2 separate regions of the Oryctolagus cuniculus genome follow, and region 2 is linked to region 1. A link is a contact called in public Hi-C data. All regions are on one chromosome and are shown on one strand. Each heading gives the region's core, a stretch centred on a gene start, on an enhancer-like site or on the middle of the called end of the contact. The rest is flanking DNA. Distances are from core to core; before and after follow the strand shown. Region 1 overlaps HIBADH (3-hydroxyisobutyrate dehydrogenase). Region 2 holds the start of HIBADH (3-hydroxyisobutyrate dehydrogenase).

Evidence for each region. A called contact is a pair of places that touch in the nucleus more often than the background predicts.
Region 2: a Hi-C map of liver shows a contact between it and region 1, with 3 times the contacts expected there. The contact joins the promoter of HIBADH here to the enhancer-like site in region 1.

Annotation. Positions count from the first base shown.
Region 1 is chr16:19,198,216-19,204,058 of mOryCun1.1, reverse strand. All of the region lies in intron 4 of HIBADH (3-hydroxyisobutyrate dehydrogenase), which reads left to right. Among named protein-coding and RNA genes, the nearest start is that of HIBADH, 47 kb to the left of the region's middle. Within about 2 kb of position 2,663, at least 2 of the 8 cell types and tissues checked have an H3K27ac peak or open chromatin away from gene starts, as enhancers often do.
Region 2 is chr16:19,245,445-19,251,287 of mOryCun1.1, reverse strand. HIBADH (3-hydroxyisobutyrate dehydrogenase) reads left to right here and starts at 3,240. Exons shown (of 8, transcript XM_002713730.5): 1 at 3,240-3,479. The coding sequence starts at 3,389.

The DNA.
Region 1 (5,843 bases), core at 1,414-3,913:
GCTACCCATATGGGGCTTTAAGATAATGATGAGTTTAAATTTCCTCTTAGAGCTAAGTGAGAATAAAACTGGAGGCAATAAATACTCTTGGCCAAAGCCATTAAATGAAAAAGCTGGGAATTCTCCAGCTCTTGACTTAAATTGTTTGTTTATCAGCTGGCGCCTAGTCTGGAGTCAAGAGCTGGAGATTTCTATCTGTGACAGAACTTTGAAACTCTTGCAGGACACTTTCATTTCAACTTAAGGTAACTTGAGTTTATAGCTTTGGCTTTAAAGATTACTAATGATTTACTCATTTCCTTACCATTTAACCAGAGTGGACTTTTTCCCAGGAAGGGATCTGTGTTTATTTAGGGCCTTTGTCTGCGGAGGGATTAAAAGGCAGCCCACCAGCATTGTGAACTTGATGGTAATAAAAGGTCACCAAAACACACCATAAAAACATTCTTACCATGGAATTAATTATACAGTGTAATTTTACAAAGCAACCAGTTACTCCGTCCCTATCCCCTCCCTCTAAAGTATTTCGTCTTTTAAAAATTAAAGCTTTGGTCCAGTTGTTTTGGTTTATGAAAAAGTGTTTTGCTTCTTTCATGACATTTAAGCGCTGAGGAAATTTCCATGTGCATATGTGCCATTAATTGGTTAGAAAAATCTTTAAATTTTAAAATAAAAATTATTCATTGTTAAACTATGGGATGAATATTTTGAGAAGGAGGAAGAGTAATCAGAACGAGTGGTTGATACTTCGAACAGCATGATTGCTCAGCTGTTAAGAGTTTATCTGTGCCACCAGGTGGCATTGCATCCAAACCTGCTTGTGATAAAAGAGTTTTAAAATACATTTTTTTATTGTTGAGAGAGGACAAAATACTTTTTCTAGACACTGCTTTTGAAGTTGGATTAAAAATACACCCAAATGACAAGGTTGAGTAAATGTCTCCAGAGAATTGAAAAGATTTTTGAGCTCTGCAAATATTTGTTTTTAGGTTATTTATAGTGAAATGAAGGTAAATTAAAATGAACATTTGCAACAGATTGCCTTTTTCTTTTTTTATAAGTAAACTTAAAACTTAACAGTTAGTGACTTTTTTGCTTTTCTTACCTAGACACTGAAAGAGGGGCTACAGCCTTATAAAAATCTTGACAAATATTTCGAAACCCCCTACTGCTGCTGTGCCCCCTCCCACACTCACCCACGCCTTCCCTTGTTAAAAAAAAAAGTGTCCACAGGTTTCACTGTATGGGAAATTTTAAAAAGAAGGAAAGACTTTGAAAGGTGTAAGTCAGTCCTTTTCACAAGCCTGACTATGAGATTCATTAGGCAGTTCACGTTCATGTCTTAAAAGCTGCTTTTGGGAAAGTAAATTCTTGAGTTTCCTGTACTGGTTTTCAGGGAGTCTTTATAGTGTTTTTGAATCAGCTCGTTTTAAACCAGTGATAATGTAAAAGCAAAAACAAAACAAAAAGCTCATTATAAATTTTATAAAAGATTTTAAGAATTAAAATACATATTCATGTTGTGTTTTTATGAGCCCACAAATATAAGTTAATACACTCTAGCAGAAACAATTAAATTATTTAATGTAAGTATCCAGATGCTGATAGGTTGTCAGAATAAGTAAGGTTCAGTGTACATTCTATTGATTTTTATTCGTTTAAAAAATGTATTCACCAAGCAGAGAGATGTTTAATGCTTAGCTTTGGTCGTTTATCAAAAAGCTTTATGCAGTGCTACTCATTTTTTACTCTTGCCTCCTCTCTGAAGCTTCTTAATGTGCACAGTATGTTTAAGGATTGAAAATGTTTTCAAAGTCAGGGTTTGACCTCCCTCCTTGTTGTTCTCACTTAAAAACAGAATGAACCTACTCTCTCCCTTCTATTTTGAATTACTTGAATAGATACGAATTGTACTAAAATTACATATATACACCCAACAGTATCACAAGAGAGGCCTTTTTTGTTTTAAAAATTAGGAGGGTTTCACATTTGAAAGTAGTCTAGACAAAGGTACTCATGACATTTGACCCTGAATATTTTACTTTTAAACTTGATACAACAGCCTCCTTCTTAGCTTTGTTGTATGCTAATATTTCTACTTATTTAACATCAAAAAGCTGTAGTGGTTTCTCTTTATAGATTATGCCTGTGTTCTGGAATTGCCTCCTGCGGTCCATGAATTGTTTCTTGGCTTGTTGTGTTAGAATTTCTCACCAGGGTTTTTGTGAGCTAGGGAGCCAACATTTGAAAAAATCAAATTTGATACAGTAAACTGGATTAGTAAAAATTACACTTCCTATTCATAATTATAATTGAAGCAAGCTTCTTGGCTAGGCATCAGTTTTATGTCATAAGAGTAAACACATGCAAATCTCATGTAATGATATGCATATATAAATGACTATAATGACAATATTTTCCAGTTGTTTCTATAATATTAAATAATTATTTTTTTGAGATTCCAGAAATATACTTTTTTCATTAAAAATAATAGTCATTAGGAAAAAAATCCTTATGTATTAGAGTATGTGTTCTTTGGTAATGAAGCATTGCAATTTTGGCTTCTCTCATTTCAGTTGGAAATAGTATTGGTGTAAGTGAGTGTTGCCATGGGAACCTCCACCTAGATATAAAAGGCAAGACTGTCTAAGTGGAGGAGGAGGGGGGATGTACTAAAATACGCCTAAATGCTCTATTTTATGTATGTGTTGGTGGGGACATTTGGGAGGGTATCTAGGATAAGAAGGGGAAAGAAAGCAGAAAGTCAGTGTTAAGCATTAAAACCATTTACTCATACTTCAGGAGACTCATAGGTGGAAATGTTTTAAAATTTAAAATGATTCTTAATTATTTGTATCTTTTATAAGTCAGGGAGGCTTTGCATATTTTATTTTTAAAGAACATCCCTGGAATGTATTTAATGCATTTGATTTTAGATGGAATATATATAACTTATTTGACTTGACTTTAGATAAAAATGTTCAGTGAAATTTTCTTGAAAGTCAGGTTTTGGGGAGATGAGTTTATTTATAAATTTTATTAACAAAGGTTATCACGCTTAATTGGTTTTCAGATATCTGAAATTAAAAAAACAACTAAACTGACTAGGAGACAGTGTGGCTTTCCGTGAAATGCTGACATTGGCTTTATAGTATGTTCAACATTAGATTTTTTTAAATTAAATATTTTTAGTAACTTTCTGTAGATATTTAGGCAAGGAAACAATGACTTTCTATATCTGCATGAATAATACATATATATTAATATTTATCTGCATGAATAATACTGTATGAATAAGCATAAAGAATGAAAACAACAAAACCAAACATTAAACCCTCTTACATCCTTTAGGATCACATGTGATGTAACTGCTGATAGAAATGTTTGGAGCACAACCAGTGTAACCCCATAGAAAGTAACATTTTTGTTTTTTGTATGTTTAAGTTACAGAAAGCAGTGAAATTGTCCCCAGCATGCGTTCCCGTGATAGAATACCACATCATCATCCTGACCTAACACTGTAGATTCTGGTTGTCCCATACGTGTGTTTAAAAAAAAAAAAAAAGACATTAACCTGACAAAAATTGTTTAAACTTACCTTTTTAGTGAATCCAGAGAAAAAGTTTAAGCTGCCAAGGTAATAAAACATCCAGAAGCTTTTAAATTAAAAAAAAAGTAATTTAAATGAAAAGGGGTGTGGGGGGTTTGCTAGGGAGAAGAAAGAAAGAAGGGGAAAAAGCCTAGCACTCTGGCCTGGCTGCAGCTGATGTAATTATGTGGCAGTGGGAAGTGCATTGTTTGCAATTCCCGCATAAACAAGGCTGGGAGTCCCTTAGGGTGGGTGTTGGGAGGCACTGGGGTTTGTTGACAAGCAAACTACCTTGAGAAGAGTTTAGTTGGGAGCAGATTCTCTGGCTTAAGAAGCATGGTAGGAATGAGAGTAAAGGATGAGAAAGTGTTTGTGTAGAACACTGACCAACTTGAAACCTTCAAGTCTTGTAACTCATAATTGTGAAGGAGTGCATAGTTGTCAGTAATCTCTTTAAGAGACCTGAGGTCTGATAGTGAAAATTGTTCAACAGCAAATATACCCATGTTTAACAGTGGTTTGGACAGAGTAGATCTGCTTAGTTTTAGATATGGATTCTAAAATACAAAGAATGAGAGAAAATTTTTATATTTCTGGGAAAAATAAGTAACAAGAAGGATTAAAAATCAGGTTTTATTAGAAAGATATTTAAAAGAAAGAGCAACAACTGTGTTGTTTCTGATGCGGCTTTTTGCTTGCTGCTTCCCTCCTCAGCCCCTCTTCCTTGAAAAATCTGAGAGCTAAGAGTGGAAAGCATAAAAATGTACACAACCTGGTCAATGAGTAGATTCAAAATATTACTTTAATCACCTTAGAAAATGTTTCATAATACAGAATTTTCTATAAGCTGGCAACTGATATTTATTAGTACCTTTTGTGTGTCATGACTGTTCTATTGGGCAATTTGTGTATTTTAACATATGTAATCCTTACAGCATCCCCATGAAATGTAAATTATATATTTTCTCACTTTTCAGGGAGGAAGTTGAGGCTTACTTAGAAAAGGATAGCATGACAACAAACAGATAATATAAGGTAGCCTGATTTAGCAAGAAGACACCTGATTTAAGGTAGAGGGATTTCCAGATATTATGGTAGTACCTTCAAGTTTAGAATTGCTTTGGCTTGCTAGAATAAAGAAAAGGCTTTGGGTTGTTTTATTTAAAAAAAAATCAACAGAGATACTTTTTCATTCTCTATTGATATTATCATTCAATGACATACCCCCATCAAAATATGGAAAGAATGATCAGCGAACTAAAAACAGTACAATAGGTAATTTAAAACAGTTATGTTTTTGGTTTTAAGTGCTTTGATATAGTCAGCTAGAGGAACACATGGGGCAAGAAAATGTGGAAAAATAAGTGAAAACCAGAAGTTTTAACCTTGTTAAATAATTTCCTTTGTAGTTCTTTTAGCAGTTCGGATATGAAGAGGAACCAGAGTGTCCTATTTAGCTATCTAGTGATACTGTGAGCACACAGGACAGCTTCACATGATTTCTCTTTTAACTTGTGCTTTAAAGATTTTCCAGAGTTACTTAATTAAATAAATATACTTTTATAGTTTTTTAAATATAGAAGATTGGCTTTTACAGAAAATCGGTGAGAATTTCAATTTGCAAGATTATCAGTGATACAATTTTTTAGCACCTTAATAGTATTTCGCATTAAGACTTAAAACCAACAGCCTATTAAGCTTCTTGTTTAACAATAAAATACACCATTCAGTTCTCCTTTGACGTTACAACTATTGTTTTATGCTTTATTGGGAGGGTTATATGTTGGGAATTGATGATTTTCATCTTGTCAGTACTATTAATTCCTCTCAACATATTTATACAATCCTGCAGCGCTATTATTAAAAGAAGATTGTCCCAACAGCTTTCAACACAGGACATTTGAGTGGCGTGGTGTGGTGTGATATGTGTGTGTGTTTTTAGAAATTTATTTTTTTAAAAGGCAGAGTTACAGAGAGAGAGCAGTCTTCCATCCACTGGTTCACTCCCTAGATGGTCGCAATGGCCAGAGCTGCCCCGATACAAAGCCAGAAGCCAGGAGCCTCTTTTGAGTCTCCCATGCAGGTGGAAGGGACAAAGGACTTGGGCCATCTTCTGCTGCTTTCCCAGGTCATAGCAGAGAGCTGGATCAGAAATGGAGCAGCCGGGATTCGAACTGATGCTCATATGGGATGCTGGCACTGTAGGCAGCAGCTTTACCTGCTACACCACAGCACCAGCCCTGTGGGTGTGTTT
Region 2 (5,843 bases), core at 1,991-4,490, 47 kb before region 1:
GAACATGTTTTGTCTACACCCCTTGGCACTTTCAGGTTTCTGGTTTTCAGCGTCTCTAACACCCAGTCTGGGATAGAAAAGGCTCAGTGAAGACCCAAGGTTTACCACAGTGTTCCTCTTCGGGTCCTGAAGTCCCCAGCTGGTATGACTGCTTTCCACCTTGTCATTGTCTTCTTCTTCTTTTAAAGGTTTATTTGATTTATTTTAGAGGTAGTTACAGAGAGAAGAGACAGAGAGACAGATCTTCCATCTGCTGTTTCATTCCCCAAGTGCCTACAATGTGCAGGGCTGGGCCAGGCATAATCCAGAACCTGGAACTCCATCAGGGTCTCCCACGTTGATGGCAGGGGCCCAAGCACTTGAACCATCTCCTGCTGCCTTTCTAGGTGCATTAACAGGGAGCTGGATCAGAAGTGGAGCAACCAGGACTCCAACCAGCATTCATATGGGATGCTGGCATCGCAGGTGGCAGCTTAACCCACTAGATCACAATGCTGATCCCTCAGAGTCTTCTTATTTATTTTATACTTAATGTCCAAGTGTTTAATTGTGATAAGTAGGGGGAGTAGGGGAAAATACATCTACTCTATCTTCCTGGAAGTGGAAGTCAAAGGCCATTAAAATGCACTGAAACCCAATTCCAAACAAAAATGTGTGGCAAGACTTAGGGAGAAGTTGCAAACTTTCATACAATGGTATCTGGAAGGCAAAGCTGGTCACACATAATAACAGCTGTTGTGAATACAATAATAGATTCAAGTGTCTTCAAACAGTAAGAGTTGCTAAAAAAAAATACATGCTTATCAGAAACCTATGAAAATTTCTCAATGTGTGACTCAATATTGGGCTTCCAAGAGGGGATAGTAGCGGCCTGCGCCATGGCTCACTTGGCTAATCCTCTGCCTGAGGCTCCAGCATCCCATATGGGTGCCGGGTTCTAGTCCCGGCTGCTCCTCTTCCAGTCCAGCTCTCTGCTGTGGCCCGGGAGGGCAGTAGAGGATGGCCCGGGTGCTTGGGCCTCTACACCCGCATGGGAGACCAGGAGGAAGTGCCTCACTGTTGGCTTTGGATCGGCGTAGCTCCGGCCGTAGTGGCCATTTGGGGGGTGACCCAGCGGAGGGAGGACCTGTCTCTCTCTCTCACTGTCTAACTCTACCTGTCAAATTAAAAAAAAAAGAAAGAAAGAAAAAAGAGGGGATAGCAGTCTGCATGGTATAGGGAGACTTATGACTTATCCTCTGATCACAGCTGAGCAAAATAAACTTTCAATACCACTCTACCATCATGTATCAAAAAAAAAAAAAAACCTACAATAAAATGAAACAGAAGCAAAGCAAAAAAGACTTCAGGGCCAGCTTGAGCTCTGCCTGCTCTTGCTGAGCCGGTCCCCCCTTTCTGCCTTAGTCTTAGATCGCCATTCAGAGGAGCCAGCCTTTTGTAAAGAAATGCTCATTTTCAAGAAAAGAGCCCTATAAACAACCCACAAAGAAACAAAAAAACAGTAGCTCACAATAAAACTGACAAAAGCAATCTGATTAGATATAAACCCTAGGAGCAGCAGCGATCAACTGGTGTGCTGTCTTGCGTTGTAAACAGCTCTGCCACGTAGGCCGGCGTTGTTGGAAGGCATGGGGCAGTTCAGCAGTTAATCACAGAAATCTATAGGGCAGCGTTTATTGGTTGCAGGAGGGTCTATTCCAGACACAGGCTAAAGAAACCCAAAAAAGAGAAACAGGTAGGAAAATGCTCCAGCAACTAATGGGGGCCGGCTCACTAGGCTAATCCTCCCCCTCGCGGCGCCGGCACACAGGGTTCTAGTACCAGTTGGGGCGCCGGATTCTGTCCCGGTTGCCCCTCTTCCAGGCCAGCTCTCTGCTGTGGCCCGGGAGTGCAGTGGAGGATGGCCCAAGTGCTTGGGCCCTGCACCCCATGGGAGACCAGGAGAAGCACCTGGCTCCTGCCATCGTGGCTGTGCTGCGTGGTGCGTTGGCCGCAGCGTGCCGGCCGTGGCGGCCATTGGAGGGTGAACCAACGGCAAAGGAAGACCTTTCTCTCTGTCTCTCTCTCTCACTGTCCACTCTGCCTGTAAAAAAAGAAAAAAAGAAAAAAAGAAAAAAAAAAAAAAACTAATGGGTTGTCTAGGAGCCAGGACTCAATTCCAGGAAACTCCCATACCTGAAATTAGTTTTTCCTACCTTCCTTCTCCACTTTCCTTCCTTTAGTAGTTTGGTGTGGGGTAGAGGGCTAGGGCGGGGAGACAGCCAGGAAAGGGAATTGTGGTCCTGCCAGTTACAGAGACGACCTTGCACTCTGTACCAGTTCCTGGAAACACTGCTAGCATGCACAGAGCCCTGAGAGAGCCTGCTTGGAAATTATCCAGTATTTTTGCTCTCTCTTTAGCTGCCTCCAACTGCACGGGTGACTGGGCAGAGGAACTAAAACAATGTCAAAGTCAAATCTGTTGATTCTGCTACTTAGATTAAGAGGTTTAGAGAGTACAACCCTAGGCAAGTGAATACAACTAAATAAAATGAATTTGGGGGTAGGTGGTTGTCCCCCCCACCAGGGGTAGAAGCCACTTCTCATCTTTGCTTTCCCTTTAGTCTTTGCTTAGAACATGGTTGTAGGATCGAGGATTTTAAAAATTTCTTGGAACAATGTAAGTTCCTAATAATTCTACTCTTCAAAAAGAACATTACCAATTCGTCTTCCTACTCTTTTTCAAATTTGTTGAGAAAGTGTTAAATACAATCAAATGACGTGAAAAATTATTGGTAGATTTCTGTGATGGCTTTCCAAAGAGTAGATACTAAAAACAGAAAGCTAACATTAGGAGATCAGTGTGTTATTGAAGTAAAACTGTATCCCTATACTGGAAAGGCTGGGGATTTCGGCTCTTGCTTAAAAATCTCTTCAGTATCTAACTATAAGGAACTACACGTCTTGACAACCCCGTCGGAAGGGGCGGTTCCGCAGAAGCAGGTGCTACCTGCAGGCGGCAGAGAGCGACAGCCACGGCCTCCCACACACCCTCCTCATTATCGTAAACAAGGACATTCCCGCCCGCAGGCTGTAAACCAGGAGGAAACCTGGGGGCGGGGCTATGTGCCTCCTATTGGTGTTACGCGAAGCCGCAGCGGACTTGGAAGCTCTGATTGGCTAGCTCCTCTGTCCGTAAGGGGATTGACGGACCCTGTCCAGCCGGGCCGCACCCCTCGACGCTGCGCCCCTCCCATCGCGGGCGGGCGCCCGCTCTGAGAGGCAAGGGCGCGTGCGTGCGCGCTCCCACGCCGCGGCCGTGTCCGCCTGCTCCGCTGCGCATACTCGCAGTCAGTGGGTCCCGCCGGGAGGTGGCGGAGGTCGCCGCGGGAGGCGGGGCGGGGGCAGCATGGCAGCCTCCTTATGGCTCCGAGGAGCCGCCTCCGGCCTCCGATACTGGAGCCAGCGGCCGCGGCCAGCAGCTGCCAGCCTTGCAGTGGGTAAGGACCTTCTGCCTCCTCCCTCCGGCCCTGCCCCGGCCGCCTGCCTCTCGCGCCCGGCCGCCGGGGCGGTCCTGTCACGGGACGTTCCGTGGTTGGGTTGGGGTGTGAAACCCGAAGGCCTGACCTCCTCTGCGGCCGCCGCTGGTGCCCCCCAGTCCCGACCGCAAGAACAGGATTCAGCGCCCTTTTGAGGTCCCAGGAAGGGGCGGGGAAGAGCTTGCGGCGAAGGAAAGAGTGTTTGGGTCCGAGGACGCGTGAAGGCCTTGCAGCGCCCCCGGGGCAGCGGGGCCGGACTGGGGACTAAGCCCCTGAGGGGGTGGTCCGGCCTCACCACGCTGTGCCGACGCCGCGGCACCGTAGGTCAGCCCGGAGAAGTTTGCAGTGACCCTGGGTCAGTGAGGTGGGCTCCCCCCCAACCCCGACCTGCCACCGTGCGACCTGCCAGGTTGCTCGCCAGAACGCCGCCGTCAGAGTTGGTAGTCCCCAAGACACCAGAGTAAGTTTCACAGCCCGGCCACGGACTTCGGGCAGGGACAGGTTTTAGAACTGCGAGGACATAGTTGGAGACGGAATCCAGGCATTTTTCATAAGAGGAACCCGAGAAGTGAATCGGGGTGTCCCCCACGGGGTCTAGAAAGTAGTGCTAATTCTTTCTGGGTCCCCCACTTTTCTGCCACACCTGGATGCCTGTTGGACTGAAAAGGTGGCTGACTTGCGGGACACCGCCTGCTGTCTCCCTGTGAAAGTTTGCGAATGTCAGCCATGCAGTGTTTGGAAAATGGCACTCAGAGTTAAAAACAAACAAACAAAAAATAATAAAAAACCCACCCTTGGTATGTTTTTCCAAAATTTTTGCTTAAAAGGATTTGAGTTCTTCAACAGTTCTCCAGCCCCCCCCCCCCCCCCCCCCCCAGTAAAGCCTGTGTATTTCCTTAATGATTTTGAGAGGAGCAGATACCACGTGTTGGAGGGAAACAGATGTCCAATACAGGATCGCAGTCAAAAGACACTCGTAGACCGTGCCAGGAGTTGTCACCACTATTTGAGCTGCAGAAACTGCCTCCCACTTTGGCGACATTTAAGCTAAAAATCCCATCCGTGAGCTTACACAGTGCTAAAGGGTTCTCCATGGGTGCCTAGGTCTCAGAATTGATTAGCAGCAGGAGATGCGTTTGCTGTTGAGTGGCTTCACTAGGTGTTCTGATGATGTCTAATGAAGCCTTGTGGGCCTTTTGGAGTTCATGGTTCTGGGGTGGATGAGTCTGGGGCCCAAGGTCATGTGTGCCTCTGTGAACTGGGAGGACCCACCTCCCAGGGCTGGTTACATGGCTTTGACAAAGGACCTTGCTCTTCAGGTTCTTTGTTCCAAAGATGTTGTAAGAATATAGATTGAGGGTAAATGTGAGAGAGTTCTTTGGTGATGAAGTGTTTCAAACTTGTGTTTGTGGGATTGTTTTTAATGTTTCTGTTAGGGTTAGTTTACACAAAATGTTAACTTTTTTGGATGTTGGAGTCAATAGAAAAAAATCTACACTGAAGTTTGGAGTTTAGGGACATTAATAAAAAGTCATGCTCAAATAGCAGCATTTAGTGCCCTGAGTTTTCTGAGGTAGTTGGCTCTGTTGTATATTTAAGATGCTTAAATATTGTGGGTGAATGATTTATTATTTAAAAAATGAGACCTGAAAGTTATCACTCAATAGCACATCTTAATTTGAAAAGACTTAAAACATCAACCAGGAAATAGAAAAATGAGAAATAGAAATAATTATATGTATATTATTATTTGATCACTCATTTAATAAAATTAATCATTTTAAAAGGTAATTAAATTTAATTTTAGACTTCTTTGTATGAAGGAGAACACTCTGGTTTAGGCTGTCTATAGTTGTGAAAAATAGTTTGTTTCAGGTCATCTTAAAATGGTCCCTGACAGCAGGTAGGGTGGAAAAATTAACCAGCACCAAGTATGGAAATAAGTACAGATTTTTAAATTATGACCCTTTTTTATATGTATGAAATCTGCTTTCAAAGCAGCATAGCTTATAGCATAAGTCAAAGATATATAATGGTATTTTTGACTTTTTCATTACCTTCTAGGATTCTGAAAAGAAGTACATGGAACTAAAAATTGACCTTAGGAAATTACATAAGAGGCATATCGATTATTAAAATAATTTGACCCAAACAATAAAGGTCTTTATAGAGTAAGTCATTATTTTAGTAACTTAGCATTAAAGCAGAGAGAGTGCTTAATAGGCTTTGATGCTGTATATACAGTCTCATCTCATGAAGTAATGAGAAAATGTATTCAAAAGAGTGGAAAGGCTATGCAAAATATTGATAGTAATTGTTTTTGTG